Regions from separate parts of the Mus musculus genome. Here region 1 is linked to region 2. A link is a contact called in public promoter capture Hi-C data. All regions are on one chromosome and are shown on one strand. The core of a region is the stretch at or near the end of the contact, and the rest is flanking DNA. Distances in the headings are between cores, read along the strand shown. Region 1 has its middle 22 kb from the start of Tmem250-ps. Region 2 holds the start of Lhx3 (LIM homeobox protein 3).

What was found. Promoter capture Hi-C pulls out the DNA fragments that hold promoters and counts their contacts.
Region 1: a contact with region 2 is called in a promoter capture Hi-C map of 3T3-L1-derived adipocytes, with 4 times the contacts expected there. The contact joins the enhancer-like site here to the promoter of Lhx3 in region 2. A contact is called at or near these places in 8 of 39 promoter capture datasets (3T3-L1-derived adipocytes, the SN4741 cell line, embryonic stem cells and 5 more), 2 of 115 datasets of contacts at active chromatin or transcription factors (both in embryonic stem cells) and 3 of 9 other capture datasets (adipose tissue, liver and pancreatic islet).

What each region holds. Positions count from the first base shown.
Region 1 is chr2:26,117,302-26,120,001 of GRCm38.p6, forward strand. It overlaps a transcript of Nacc2 not described here. Among named protein-coding and RNA genes, the nearest start is that of Tmem250-ps, 22 kb to the right of the region's middle. Within about 2 kb of position 1,415, at least 86 of the 459 cell types and tissues checked have an H3K27ac peak or open chromatin away from gene starts, as enhancers often do. A contact at or near this core is called in 3T3-L1-derived adipocytes, adipose tissue and liver, where this site is marked.
Region 2 is chr2:26,205,278-26,207,977 of GRCm38.p6, forward strand. It overlaps Lhx3 (LIM homeobox protein 3), which reads right to left and starts at 1,298. Exons shown (of 6, transcript NM_001039653.2): 1 at 1,068-1,298. The coding sequence starts at 1,161.

The DNA.
Region 1 (2,700 bases), core at 165-2,664, 88 kb before region 2:
AGTCACACAGTCCTGCCCTGAACTCTCAACTGTCCTGGGAAGAAGACCTGGGGAACCCCCCTTTTCATAGCCCAAAACCCTAGCCAGAAACACCAGTGTGCCCTTAAATAGTCCCAGGTAAAGGGGAGTAATGGGGGGGCGGGAGTCTCCTATCACACACATTCCAGCTTCTAGTCTCTTCCCTGGGGAATGAGTATACCCAATACCCCAACCTGGCCCTCAGGCTCACACCCCCCATCCCTCTAGGCTCTTCCTCTTGTAAAACCACACCCCAAATACACATCTTAAAGCTGAGGGATGGGCTCTGAGCTTGCCCAGTGAGGGAGAGAGCCAGGCTTTCCCATTTTCTACTCTCTTCATTTCAGGACCAGGACCGGCCACTCAACCTCTATTTTCTTAAAAGCTTCCCCCCCCCTTTTTTTTATTTAAGAAAAAAAAAATCCAATTATAGCACAAATCTCTCAGCAGGGGTCAGTGTGGAATAAGAATAGCCAAAGTTAATGGACATGACACAGGCAAGATAAATGCCTGAAGGGTTTCAAAAGTTGTATGATGCAGATTTCATTAACATTTTAATTGTAATGTATCTTTTTAATCTTCTCTCACCCTAATGGCTTTATATCTTTAAAAAAAAAAAAAGAAAGAAAAAAAAACTGCTGACAACAACAAAAAGTATCAATATACAAAACTTAACAAAGGCGCTTAGCAGCACAATAGTAACTAGATTAAATGAGCAAAAGCTGTGTTAACATTGTGATTTTTAAAAGCAGAGTCAAGAGTGCAGCAAAGAGTGGCTGGGCAGAGGAGGCCGGCCAAGGACGAAGGCCCGGGGCTCCAGTGGGGAGGGAATGCCCCATCCACAGGTAGCAGCCCACACCGCCCACCCCCACCCCCACCAACACCAACACCAGCAACATAGGAGACAGAATGGAGAGACTCCAGAAACATCAGAGGCTGAGGCAAGCAAGCCCTTCTCTCCAAATTGGGCTGTGAGTAAGAAGAGACACTCAGAAGCCCCCATAAAAGGGGCTTCAGCCTTTCATGTTGGAATGAATCCCACCAGGGACTGCAACCACTTTTAACTATGGACATACTGTTACTTCTGACTTTTACAAAATGGAAGTTTTCAAAGTATTCTTGGATCTAACTACAGAGGAATTGGGACATTTTATTTTCAATCAATAAACATTCCTTGGGGGCTGCCTTTGCTGGACCCAGTGCACTTTACCCTATATCCTCCTGCCTTTCAGATGGCAATCCCTCCCCACTGGAATACCAGGGGGCACTAGCCACCCCAGGATCAGACAGCTCACAGGCCTGACTCCTTGCTCACCCCCAGTGACTATATATGGGCACTTTCAGGCCCCAAGTTGTTCCCGCCCCACCCCACCCCTGCCTGCTTCCCAGACACCAGCAAGGGGCGGGCCTGGAGCTGGAGGCCCATCTGTGGCTGGGTGCCCTCCAGGATGCCAGGCCTGGTGCAGGGAGGAGGGCATGATTCCTAAGAGCCCCAGCCAGCCCTTCCCCAGGGACCTGGAAACAACTCCAGAGAAAAAGCCTCCTTCCCCCTGAGACGGAGCCAGCCTCCCCTTAAAGGGCCAGCAACATTCTCACCAAGGGTCTCCTCATCCCAAGGGCAGCAGGCCAGGCAGAGCCTGCTTGGAGACCTAGCTTGGATTCCAGAGAGGGACAGCCTGGGGAGGGGGCAAAATCTCCAGTAATCTGGCCTTAAATTCCTAACTCAGAACCCAGGCCTGGCACTGCAGACTCCAGGGCAGGCAGATCCTGGGTCAGAGTCCATGCTTTGCTCTGCTCAGACTCCTCTCTGGGCGAGAGACAGCATGAGCTCCAAATTGAGGACACAGGCCTGTAGGCTGGGAGAACCAGACACACAGGTCTCTGCTTCTAAAACCCCAACTTCCAATGTCAAAGACAGGCTTGGCCAACTGCAGCAGAGAGCAGCCTGGCTCTAGGAGAAGTGCAGGTGATGCCAACAGGAGACAGCCTAGGAAAGAGTGAGAATCTGCTAAAACAGCAACAGAGGTTGCCAGGATCCTTGCACTGGAGAGCAGGCTAGAGCAGCCACCTCGGGCCAGATCACATGCTGCTGCTTCTCCTGTAGTCGGGGCCCAGCCAGGGGATGGGGGTGAGAATGCTGTAAGGCTGAAAGGAAAAAAAAAAAAAAAAAAACAAATCCCAGGAGGAGGCAATGGTGGACAAGGCTCTGAGAAGAGCTGCCCACATCTGAGAAACTATGTTAGATGCTAACCAAGCTTCTCATGATAACTCAGGGCCAGGCTGCTCATACTGCCTGAGTAGAAGAGTCTTGCCAAGTCAGTCCTAAACAGACTCTAGTGCTCCTTCATCACCTGATTATACTCAGGCAAAGCAGACTTTATACACTCGCCCACTGGCCAGCTGCAGGAAGCATACACCTGCTAGGAACAGCTAAAGCCCAGTGTCCCGGGGGCTGGTGGTGACTGCCCCTTGCATTGAGGAAGTGTCTCTTGCATTACCACATGGCTCTGCTCACTTCTCCAAAAGGCCAAACCTGGAGTAGGGTATAAGGACACATACTTGTAATCCCAGATCTTAGAAGGCTGCAGGGTCAGGGGTTCAAGGTCATCCTCAGCTACAGAGTGAGCTCAAGGCCAGTTTGAATGACATAAGATTCTGTCTCAAAAAATAAAAAAATAATAA
Region 2 (2,700 bases), core at 48-2,547:
AGGCCAAACACTGCAAATTCAGCACCCAGGCACGGACAGCGCCTCGGCCAAGAAGCCCACAGCAGGGACACGGGGACACCCGCTTCCTACAAAAGCCGTCGCCACCGTCAAGCCTCCCAGTGAAGCCACCCTCGATCTCCTCTTGCTTACGTGGCATGGTGAACTCCAGTCTCAGTACAGTTTCCTACACAGAGTTGGAGGGCCCAGTGGAGCCTCGGGAGCCAACAGTGCTCTAGCAAGCCTCACAGAACTCTCTCTGGAGCCTAGCTTACCAAGCTTTCCTCCCTCCCTTTCTCATCCCCCCTCCCATCTCTTCCTCCCAGCTCCTGCGGGTAACCCATCCCATAAACCATTGGAAAATAAATAAATAAATAAATAAATAAATAAATAAGCAAGTAGGCCATATCCGATACCCCCAGTCTGCATAGAATCCTTTTCCCACTTGCTTCGACAGACCTTCTGCCAGCCTAACTTCCTCTTTTCCTATCCTGTTATACTCTCAGCTTGAAAACGGAGAGCGCTTTTATTCCCCAGAACCAAAGCCCTGCAAAAAGACTGGTACGATCAAGAAACTGGGGGCCCGGACAAGTTCCACTTTTCCCTGTAATCGCGTCTTGACCACCAGCCTAGTGGTAAACTGCCGGTGCAGACACTAAGACTCGACTCAGGGGAGATGAGTTCAGCATGACCCAGACCTGATCTCGCTGAAAATGGGGGGAAAGGAACTGAGTGAAGGCAGTTCCTAAGGAGAAACTCCTGCTCCCTGATTCCTGAGTCCTGAAACATCTTCACATGCTCCCTCCAGCTCAGGGGCCTCAGCCAGCTCAGAGCTGCAAAAGGTCTCCTAAACCGTTCCTGGATCACCAAGGGCTCCCAAAGCCAGGACAACACAGCACCAGGAGGGCCACACACTTTGGAGGTTTGAGATGCCTTTGCTTAGCCATGTCAGAGCCCCTCAGACACACCCTTGTCCAGATACCTTGGCTTCTGCTGGCCTCCGCACAAGGGCCAGAAAAAGCCGAGGACATCTGGGCCTGTTCAGTGCAGCCTCTCCGTCGGGCACCCACCTCGGCGCAGGTCAGCCCTTCGCGCCAACAACGCCAGCAGCAGGTCTCCGCCCGCGGATTCCCGGGACGGGTCCAGCTCCCCGCGAGCTTCCATGGGGCCAGGTGCCTGGTGCTGCCGCCCTCCGACCCTGAACTTCCCCTGGGTCTGGCGAGGCCACCGTTGCAGGGACTCCGAGCTGGCGTCGGAGCGACTCGTGTCGCTGCTGGGCGCTGTGCCCACGGGAGGCCTCTGGGCGCCAAGCCTCGGGCCCGCGGAGGGCGGAGCGGTGGGGGGCGGGGCCGCGGGGCGGGGCTGGGCCGGGGGTCGCAGAGACGCTCCCGGGGCCACTGGAGGCCACTGGAGACTGTGCACCTTTCAGCCGGAACCGAGGTGCCTAGAAGCCGTCTGGCTTGCACTTCCCGAGGACGGAGACAGCGCAGTAACCACTCAAGGCTTCCTACAGATGCTCGCCCCTGCCCCAAGCAAGTTCGCTAAGCCTCCCGGAAGGCTGAGGTCCCGAGGGAAGCGGCAGGGAGGGAACTGCGTTCTCTTTGCTCACGTTTAGACTCTGAACCGGAGCTGGACAGCATTGAGACCACACCTGGTCAGCAGAAGGGCAACCTGATAGCCATCGCGAGGGAACGTGGTGGCAAAGAAGCCACAGTAGAGCTACGAGGAGCTCGATTTGAAGGTCCCCCAACTCTGACACTCTGGACCCCACCACTAGAAGTGCCTCCTGGAGCCAGTACAGCGAGAAGGAACGATTCTTAGGACCTCAGATCCGGTGTCCTCTGCGGGAACACACCAAGACTCTAGGCCAGAAAAGGGTTGAGCTGCGGAAGCCCTGAGATCTACCCTTACTTCCCCACCCCAATTCCTTAGAACAATCCCTGCACCTGGATTTCCACATCTCATCCCCATTCGAACAGGTGAGCCCACCAGAACCCATCATCCTATCCTTGCATGAGCCCTCACTGAGGGCTCCTACTACCCAGCCAGGAGACAGCGCCAGACCTATGCAGTTCCTGGTAGGAACTAGAATCCAGCAGGGTATAGTGCCCTGGTAACAATTAGGGACACCCTAGAAGTGTTTGCAGAATCAGCAGGTTGCTGCCACCCTCCTGGTTCCTCTTCTTGTCCTGTTCTGCCTCCATCCCTAGGACTGTGACCGATCAGACCCCAGAATGGGAAGGATGAATGAAAGAACGCAAGATTCTCCACTTGGTCCCAGCACAGCTGCTGCCTCGGAAAGAGCCCTGTGCCTGCAGCCGTCCCTTCATGTTGCTCTGTACTTGTTATTCCGAGGTCAGGGAACACTAGCTTGGAGTGAAATGGGTGCTGGGTGAGCTGAGATGTGAGCCATTGAGTGTCAGCTGCTGCAGAGGGCAGTGGGGCGGGGGCCATGTATGGCTAGACTAGGGAAGGGGCGGCTCCACACTGTTGGGCATCTGGCTTGCCGCCAACAATGCCTCCATTATTTCCCAACGTCCGTGGCAGTGAAATGGCCCTTGGGGAATCAGAGTTCAAGCGGGAGACTTGGCCTGGGGATTCTTGCTGCAAGCCAAAGCAGTTCTGGAAGCTGTGGGACATTCAATCTCTAGGACCAGCCCCAGGCCTTTCTGGTCACTGTTGACCCTGTAGCTTTCCTGTTCT